Linked DNA regions of Rattus norvegicus: all the other regions are linked to region 1. Evidence: chromatin contacts called from public Hi-C data. All regions are on one chromosome and are shown on one strand. The core of a region is the stretch at or near the end of the contact, and the rest is flanking DNA. Distances in the headings are between cores, read along the strand shown.

What was found. A called contact is a pair of places that touch in the nucleus more often than the background predicts.
Region 2: a Hi-C map of Schwann cells shows a contact between it and region 1, with 6 times the contacts expected there. The contact joins the enhancer-like site here to the promoter of Sox9 in region 1. A contact is called at or near these places in 1 of 12 Hi-C or Micro-C datasets (Schwann cells) and 1 of 1 datasets of contacts at active chromatin or transcription factors (oligodendrocytes).
Region 3: a contact with region 1 is called in a Hi-C map of Schwann cells, with 4 times the contacts expected there. The contact joins the enhancer-like site here to the promoter of Sox9 in region 1. A contact is called at or near these places in 1 of 12 Hi-C or Micro-C datasets (Schwann cells) and 1 of 1 datasets of contacts at active chromatin or transcription factors (oligodendrocytes).

Annotation. Positions count from the first base shown.
Region 1 is chr10:98,304,431-98,307,048 of GRCr8, forward strand. Sox9 (SRY-box transcription factor 9) reads left to right here and starts at 1,314. Exons shown (of 3, transcript NM_080403.2): 1 at 1,314-2,057. The coding sequence starts at 1,627.
Region 2 is chr10:98,000,972-98,003,589 of GRCr8, forward strand. No RefSeq gene overlaps it. Among named protein-coding and RNA genes, the nearest start is that of Sox9, 300 kb to the right of the region's middle. Within about 2 kb of position 1,305, at least 9 of the 93 cell types and tissues checked have an H3K27ac peak or open chromatin away from gene starts, as enhancers often do. A contact at or near this core is called in Schwann cells, where this site is marked.
Region 3 is chr10:98,588,948-98,591,565 of GRCr8, forward strand. All of the region lies in intron 2 of LOC102549836 (a long non-coding RNA gene), which reads right to left. Among named protein-coding and RNA genes, the nearest start is that of Mir297, 130 kb to the right of the region's middle. Within about 2 kb of position 1,339, at least 20 of the 93 cell types and tissues checked have an H3K27ac peak or open chromatin away from gene starts, as enhancers often do. A contact at or near this core is called in Schwann cells, where this site is marked.

The DNA of each region.
Region 1 (2,618 bases), core at 64-2,563:
AACTTTGCTCTAAGAGTTTGAATAAACACGGATCTTCGGCTCCAAGCACTCTTAAAGTACAACGGACACCTACGTGGCCTCCCCCAGAACGCCCACCTGTGTGCAGGTCTAAAAGGACGCGACTAAAGTTCAGACGCCTAGCGCTTCGCCTTCCCAGGTTATCTGGTAAAGGAAGGCCCAAGCGAGGGAGTCACAAGGCTCCGCCAAAGTGGCCCGTTTTGTCTGGAGTCTCCAGTCCAAGTCAAGGGCCTTCTCGGCCTCACCGTCCTGCGCTGCCACCTTTGCAAACTTCACTCTCAACACCGGAGCAGTTTTTGCAAACTCCAGTAGCGAACCTGATGGTGTTTGTGACTCAGCCAGGAGGCTAGAAACAAAACTCTAAAGTAATAATCCTGACTCCAAGGGGCGTCAGAGTGCTGGAGGGGCCGGGGAAGGACTTGTCAGTTCAAGGTCGGCGTGGCCCAAGGGACCGGCCGCTAGAGCCCGGGACTGCGCGGTCCCCGCCGCCAGCTTTCGCCGGTGCTTGGCTTTGGTTTTCATTGATTCCCACTGCGAGAGCGCAGCAGAATCTCCAGCCACCACCACACCGGCCTCGGTGAACCAGAGCGCGTTAATCTATTTATATGGATTATTACAGAGAACAGCGGGCGTTGAGTCACCCAAACATTTGCTTCCAAAAGACAATTTCTAAGCACTTTTTGGGAAGCCGGCAGACTCCAGGCGCAGAAGCTGAGCTCCGCTTTGACGAGCAGCTGTTGCAATTTCCATTGCTGTAAACGCCAGCAAAGTCCCGGGTACCACGGAGACAGCATCGAAAAAGTAGTGGACTGTGGTGGGGGGGGGGGCGGGAGGGATAGTGGGAGGGGGGTCCTAGTCTAGACATGCGCGCGTACACACACACACACACACACACACACACACACACACACACACACACACAAGGAGACCGTTCCAAAACTGTGACATTCGGAGAGTAGAGAGCAAACTTACACACTCGGACGTCCCGGGTCCCCCGCCTGCCCCGCGCCCCCCCCCCCAAGTCCCCTCACCCCACCATCCCCATCCACCCTCCGGCTGAGCTTCCCTCCCCTCTCCTCCCCTCGAGTCTCGTCACCCAACCCGGAGCCACAATCCTCCCCCCACCCTTTCAAAATCCGGTCCAATCAGCGACTTGCCAACCCTGATGACTGCCGAGCCGTGATTGGTCCGAGGTCTCTAAGGTGAAGGGGGAGTATTTATTAAAGAGACTCTGGGCTGGGAGCCGGAGAGCTGAGAGCGTTGCTCGGAACTGTCTGGAAACTTCAGTGGGAGCGACAACTTTACCAGTTTCGGTCCAGGAACTTTTCTTTGCAAAAGAGACGGGGTGCAAGTAGCCCTGGTTTCGTTCTCTGTTTTCCCTCCCTCCTCCTCCGCTCCGATTCGCCTTCCCCGGGTTTGGAGCGGGCAACTGAGCACTGGCCACCCAGCGCCTCTGCTAAGTGCTCGCCGCCGCAGCCGGGTGACGCGCCAACCTCCCCGGGAGCCGTTCGCTCGGCGTCCGCGTCCGGGCAGCTGAGGGAAGAGGAGCCCCAGCAGCCGCGGCTTCTCTCCTTTCCCGGCCACCCGCCCCCTGCCCCGGGCTCGCGTATGAATCTCCTGGACCCCTTCATGAAGATGACCGACGAGCAGGAGAAGGGCTTGTCTGGCGCCCCCAGCCCCACCATGTCGGAGGACTCGGCTGGTTCGCCCTGCCCCTCGGGCTCAGGCTCCGACACGGAGAACACACGGCCCCAGGAGAACACGTTCCCCAAGGGCGAGCCGGATCTGAAGAAGGAGAGCGAGGAAGATAAATTCCCAGTGTGCATCCGCGAGGCGGTCAGCCAGGTGCTGAAGGGCTACGACTGGACCCTGGTGCCCATGCCGGTGCGCGTCAACGGCTCCAGCAAGAACAAGCCACACGTCAAGCGGCCCATGAACGCCTTCATGGTGTGGGCGCAGGCTGCGCGCAGGAAGCTGGCAGACCAGTACCCGCATCTGCACAACGCGGAGCTCAGCAAGACTCTGGGCAAGCTCTGGAGGTGAGCGCGCGGGCTGCCACGGAGGGCTCAGTGGCTACCCGGGACGCGGGCTGCACTTACCGACCCCGCCCCGCCTCCCTGAGTTGTGCATCCTGGGGTCTTCGGTCCAGGATGCAGGGCGGGGAGGGCGGGGAGGGCAGGGAGGGCTGGGGGGGGGGGGACGCAGCTCAAAGTTTGAGAAAGTTCTTGGGATTGCTCTTAGCGATGGCGGGGAGTTGGGGGGTGCGCGGTGGAGAGTGGCGTGAATGTAGGAATGTAGTGGGGAGTGAGGGGGTGTGCCACCCCGGTCCTCCTTGAAAGGAACAATTAGAGGAAGCAAGCCCACCTCCCCCCCCCCCCCGGCCAACTGCGCTCTTTCCTGGGAAGACCGAGTGAAGGGAAAGTGTAACTGAGACCGGAGTAGACCCAGGCAAGAATTGGGGAAAGCTACTGAGAACTGGTAGGGGCGTGGATCGACAGAGCGAGCTTCTTGCAATTTAAGTGGGTTTTCGGAAAGTTTTTACTGCGTGTTGGGAGGGGTGGACCGCTCCGGTAGCAAAGGCGTTTAGAGCAGCCTCAGCA
Region 2 (2,618 bases), core at 55-2,554, 300 kb before region 1:
CACCATCTTATATTGGAAAACTTCAGAGACTGCAACTTTCTTGAGAATTGAGCCATAAAGAGTACACATGGCAGACTGCAGCCCAGGCGCTGCGGGGTGAGGAAGAAGCAAGAGGCCCAAGTCCCACCCTCAGAGTGGCCTGCTCTTCCACATAGCCATCCTGGTCCAGAGGCAGCACAGTGACTGGCTCCGTGGCGAATGGGAGCCCCCGCTATACATACCCCACGCCCTGCTGTGCATACCCCACAAAAACTAGCAGCACATTCATTCCAATCAGCATGCGGCTGCCCCCTGCAAGCCCCACTAAGCTATAACCACACCCGAGAGACTCCTGCTTAGAATGATGAACCTTTCTAGACCCCTTAGATCAACAGCACACTCATGAGCGTAGTGAGGATGGGGCCCCTGCTACCCCTGCTGGCCTCCTTGTCTTAGTTGTCCACAGAGCTCGGGGGGTTAGGAAGTACACCAACTGCAGCAAATCCAAAGGTCCAAACTCGGTTTTCAGGATCGAAACTCTGGGGCCCAGTTCACACCTAACGGAAGCGGCAATCCCCAGAGTTAATCCCCAAGGAGCCCACCACCACTGAAGCAAAACAGCACCAAATTGGAATTGGAACTAAAGTTGGCCTGCTGGACTGTGAACTCCACGCCTCCTTTCTGTGGTAATCAGAAGGGAAACTATTAGAAACCAAGCCAGTCGCTACTGACTATAATTTTAGCGACGACTGAGGCGGGGGAAAATGGCAAAGATTGAAAAGCTACCGCTCGTCCGTCACTCCGCAGATGGGCAGAGATATTCTTTTCCTATTGGTATCAATGGGATCAGAAACTGTTTAAAGAAATAAAAACAACGCTGCCAATAAAGTCCCAACCAGGGTTCTAGAATGCTTGGAAATAATCTCATCAGGAGCCTTCAGGAATGATTGGGTCCCAGGAACGGGGTAAAGAAATCACAGACACTGGGGTTTGTTTTGTTCCAAAAACAAAACAAAACGAAACCTGAATAAACCAGGACATCGGTGATACAGAGCTATATTCTATTTTCAAAACAAGAAAGAATCAACTCCAGCTCCCTAAGGGGATCCCTACTCCCCAGCGCTGGGGCTGCTTCGGGAGGCCTGGCATTTCCTTCTTAGCTGGAAGAGCAGGCTACACAACAAAGCTGTGATTGGGAGGGGAGAGCGCTGGTTAATTAAGGCTGGATCTTTTATTCTCCGGGCAATTCAGCTCAGCCTGAATGAGCCCCCAGAACCCGCTCTGTGGTGGGAATAGCTCTCTGGGCAGTGGGAGAATCCAGTCTCTGGGGCTGACTCATCAACATGACAATAGCCCCCAGGATGCACTTGGACTGATGCAGAGGCCAGGGTTAGGGAGGAGGGGAAAGAAAGCCTGCAAGCGGAGGCCCAGAGTGCCCACAGCTGACTGGGGCTATTTCGGCGCATGGAATTTCTTCCCTCTTTCTTTTATAAGAGATGTTTGCTAATTGGTAGAGCTCAGAAAACAATATACCATTAAGAATCTCTTTCCTTCCTCTCCCATCTCCTCCCTCCCTTTTAAAACTCCCCTCCCCCACTCCCAAACTACTTTTGTTCTGGTGTTTGCACGAAGTCTTATTTTATTATTATTATTATTACTATTTCTCTTTAGCATGAAACTTACAGACAGGAAGACAGTTGGATTTTTCTGTCTAAGGGTTTTCGAAACTTATAATCCCTTATAAGAACCTTGGCTATGGTCCTGTTACATCTAACTCATTAGGGTCGCCTTGCATTCGATACACTGATAGGAATACACTTTGGAGGAGTGAATCCTGGAAATTAGTCTGATCTGATAATTTTTTTCCCTTCCTCGTTTATTTTTTTAAATCCCAAGAACCTATTTAAAGTGAGAACAATTGAATCGTTCCAGTTGACAGGATACCGATCACATTGGAGACCCCGTGAGGAAATGCTGACTGAGTCCAGGGATAAATGAATGCCAGCAGGCTTTGCCAGCAACCCAGAAAGTGATGGGGGGAAACTTGCCCTCTCCTACCCTGCCGATGTCCCAATGTGTTCATCTTCCCAAGGATAGGAAGAAACAGAGTGACTTTGAAGCAGATCCTATTTTTAATAGTTCTATGGAAACACAAGACGCCTGCATTCTCCCTTAGGTTTAAAATGTAACACTTTAGAGCAATGGTTCTCAACCTTCCTAATGCTACAACTCTTCAATACAGTTCCTCATGCTATGGTCACACACACACACACACACACACACACACACACACACACACACAGAGCAAAAATTATTTTCTTGCTATTTCATAACTATAGCTTTGCTACTGTTGTGAATTATAATAATATCTGACATGCAGGATATCTGAAATGTGACCACCCCACACACACACACAAAGGGGTCACAACCCACAGGTTGAGAATCAATGCTCCAGAGGAAGGATTCTGAATGATTTTCCTCAGTGATATAGGTACTGAACCACAACTTCAAACACACAGGCTGCCACTGGTTCATACACACGGCATCCCAGGAGTCTCAGAAGGGGCGTGCACACAAAGGATCTGGAGGAGGAGGAGGAGGAGGAGGAGGAGGAGGAGGAGGAGGAGGAGGAGGAGGAG
Region 3 (2,618 bases), core at 89-2,588, 280 kb after region 1:
CCTAGGCATGTAAGGGATAAAATCTGATGCTCCTGGGTGGCTCTGCCTTCCCTGAAGGTGAGAAGGTGACACACTGGGTCAGTTCCCAGGGCAGGAGCAACTCGGAAACAGCACCCCAATAACGGTGTGGCCCAAGAGAGGGACATGGTCACGCTAATCTCCCTGTGAGATCTACAGGGTCTCTTAAGAACCGCTCACGGGTGAGAGTCCTGGGATCTGTTTCTCCCACTGCCCAGCTCCTGAAGAAGGGGAAGAGAGGATCCAATGGCAGATTGGCTGCTCCTGCCTAGGCTCAGACAAATCACACCCACCTGACTTATCAGCTGTGGGAGGTAAAGAAGCTCTTAAGCCCCAGGTGGGTGCCTGTAAAGCCACCCTCCCAGGGAGCCCAGACCTCAGGCCTTGCTAAATTGACTGCTAATCACCATAAGCACCCTGGTTCTGCATCCTCCATCTGGGTGGTCCTTAGCCACTCCCAAGCCTTGTCACAGGCTGGGTGATCTCAGCAGGCCTCACCACACACACACACACACACACACACACACACACACACACATACACACACACATACACACACACACACACACACACACACACACACACACACACACACACACACACAGCCAATAGGCAGGATGCGTCTTACCATCCCCACTTTACAGATGTGGATGCTCTGCCAGGGAGGAAGTGAGCAAAGCAATTCAGGGGTAGCTCCTTGCTGGTGGCCACCCAGAAGCACTGGGCCCAGTTCTTGGGCAAAAGGCATCTATGAGCTCTGGAGGGCTTTGCAGTGGTAGCCACAACTACTGGGATAGGTCTCTTCCCTCTGGACCCAGGGCTTCCTTTACGGACCTTACGGAGTAGCCAAAAGTGCCCGCCTGCCAGGCTTCCTCCTCCTGTCTGGCAATATGGTCTTGGAGAGCAAGACCCTGGCAGCAACAAGGCATGGCTCGTGCCCAGGCCGGGCCTCCCCTCAAAGTGGCCGGGCATGTCGTTTGGAATCTGAGGGGAGAAGTCGCTGCATTCTGTACTTTTCCAGGCACGGAGAGAGAAGGGATTAGGCAGAGCTGACCTCAACTCCTAGCTCAACTTTCCACTGAAGCTTCCCCCAGGGCAAAGCCCTCTGTCTGCCCTCCACCAGCTTAGCATCTCAGGATGTGGACCGAAGACTCCCGCACAAGACAAACACTACCTTCTTTTGGGGCTACATCATGCCTGACCCTTAGCTATGAGTAGCTGGGGTAGATACTTGTGGGTGGGGCATTTAGGATGATACAGTCCGTGTCTCCCGAAACCTTTCCCCAGACCAGACTGAGTTCTGGAAGCAGAATTCTGGAGTTTGGCACCTGCTTGGCAGAATGAGGCTGGGCCAGGCCCTGCCCAGCGGACACTGGGAAGTCCGGATCTTACAGTGGGTCTAAAACAAGAGGCTCCCCTCCCCAGCCTGTTTCTATGTGGCATCTGTGACTTGAGAGATGCTGTACACCTAAGGGCTTGTCTGCATTTTGGGGGCTAGATGGAGAGGAGCCCCCAAGAACATGAGGGCAACTGTCTGCAAGCTGCCTCTAGCCTCTGTGTTCTGTTCCCATGACACCGGCAGCGTTAATAACTAACCACGTCCCAGACAGGTGCTGGCGGCTTGGCCTTAGGAGTTCTTGCTCAGGGTTGGAAGTGAGTCATTTCCCTTTTTTATAGTCTGCTAGCTGACTGAGTCACCCCAGGCCGACCCTTTCACACAAGCTCTCTCCTTCTGGCCGACTCACATGCACGGCTGTACCCTAGACTTGCCTCCTTTCTAGGTCAGCTGGGACCGGTGGGGCTGACCCTTGTGGTCCCCATCTTGCCTTGCACCCTCAGCTGGGACATTGCCTTGCTGTCCCAAGGAGCCCCAGAACTGTCTCAGGAACACAAGGCCTGCCTAACTGGTAGGTGCCATGCCTGAGGCCCAAGAAGGTTGTTCTCACCTTTGACATTTACTCTGAACAGTGCCTTCCAGTCCCCTCTACCCTCTGCTTTTGATAAGGATAGAAAGGGGGTTTGGCGCATGGCTCAGCCAGTAAAGTGCTTGCATTTCAAGTAAAAGCCGGGCATAGCAGTAGCCCCAGAAATGTCAGATAATAAGTGGAGTTGGGGGATGCCTGGAGCTCACAGGTCAGCCAGCCTGAACTACAACTGAAGTTCCAGACCAACCAGAGACTGACTTTCAAACAAACAAACAACAAACAAACAAACAAACAAAAAAAAACGGTGGACAGTGAACAGCATTCCTATAGGGTATCAGGTGAGCACTGAGCCCCGAGTGTCAGGTACTCATTCATTAGGTGAGTTTAGTGTAAACCTCTGAGAGAAACCACAAATAACCCCCCCCCAAGGGGAGAGAGATGCATGCTTGCAGGCAAACCTTTCCATGTTCCTGTGTGTTTTTATTTAATTATTTTTCCATACAATGTATTTTAAATCATGTTTTTCCCTTCCCCCAACCCCTACCAGATCCTCCTGGATCCCTCCCCACCCAACTGTATGGGTCTCTCTTCTTCCTCTGCAAAACCAAAGACTGAGGGGGAAATAAAATAAAAATAAAAATAAAAGACAGGTGCATTTTTTAAATTACCACCACA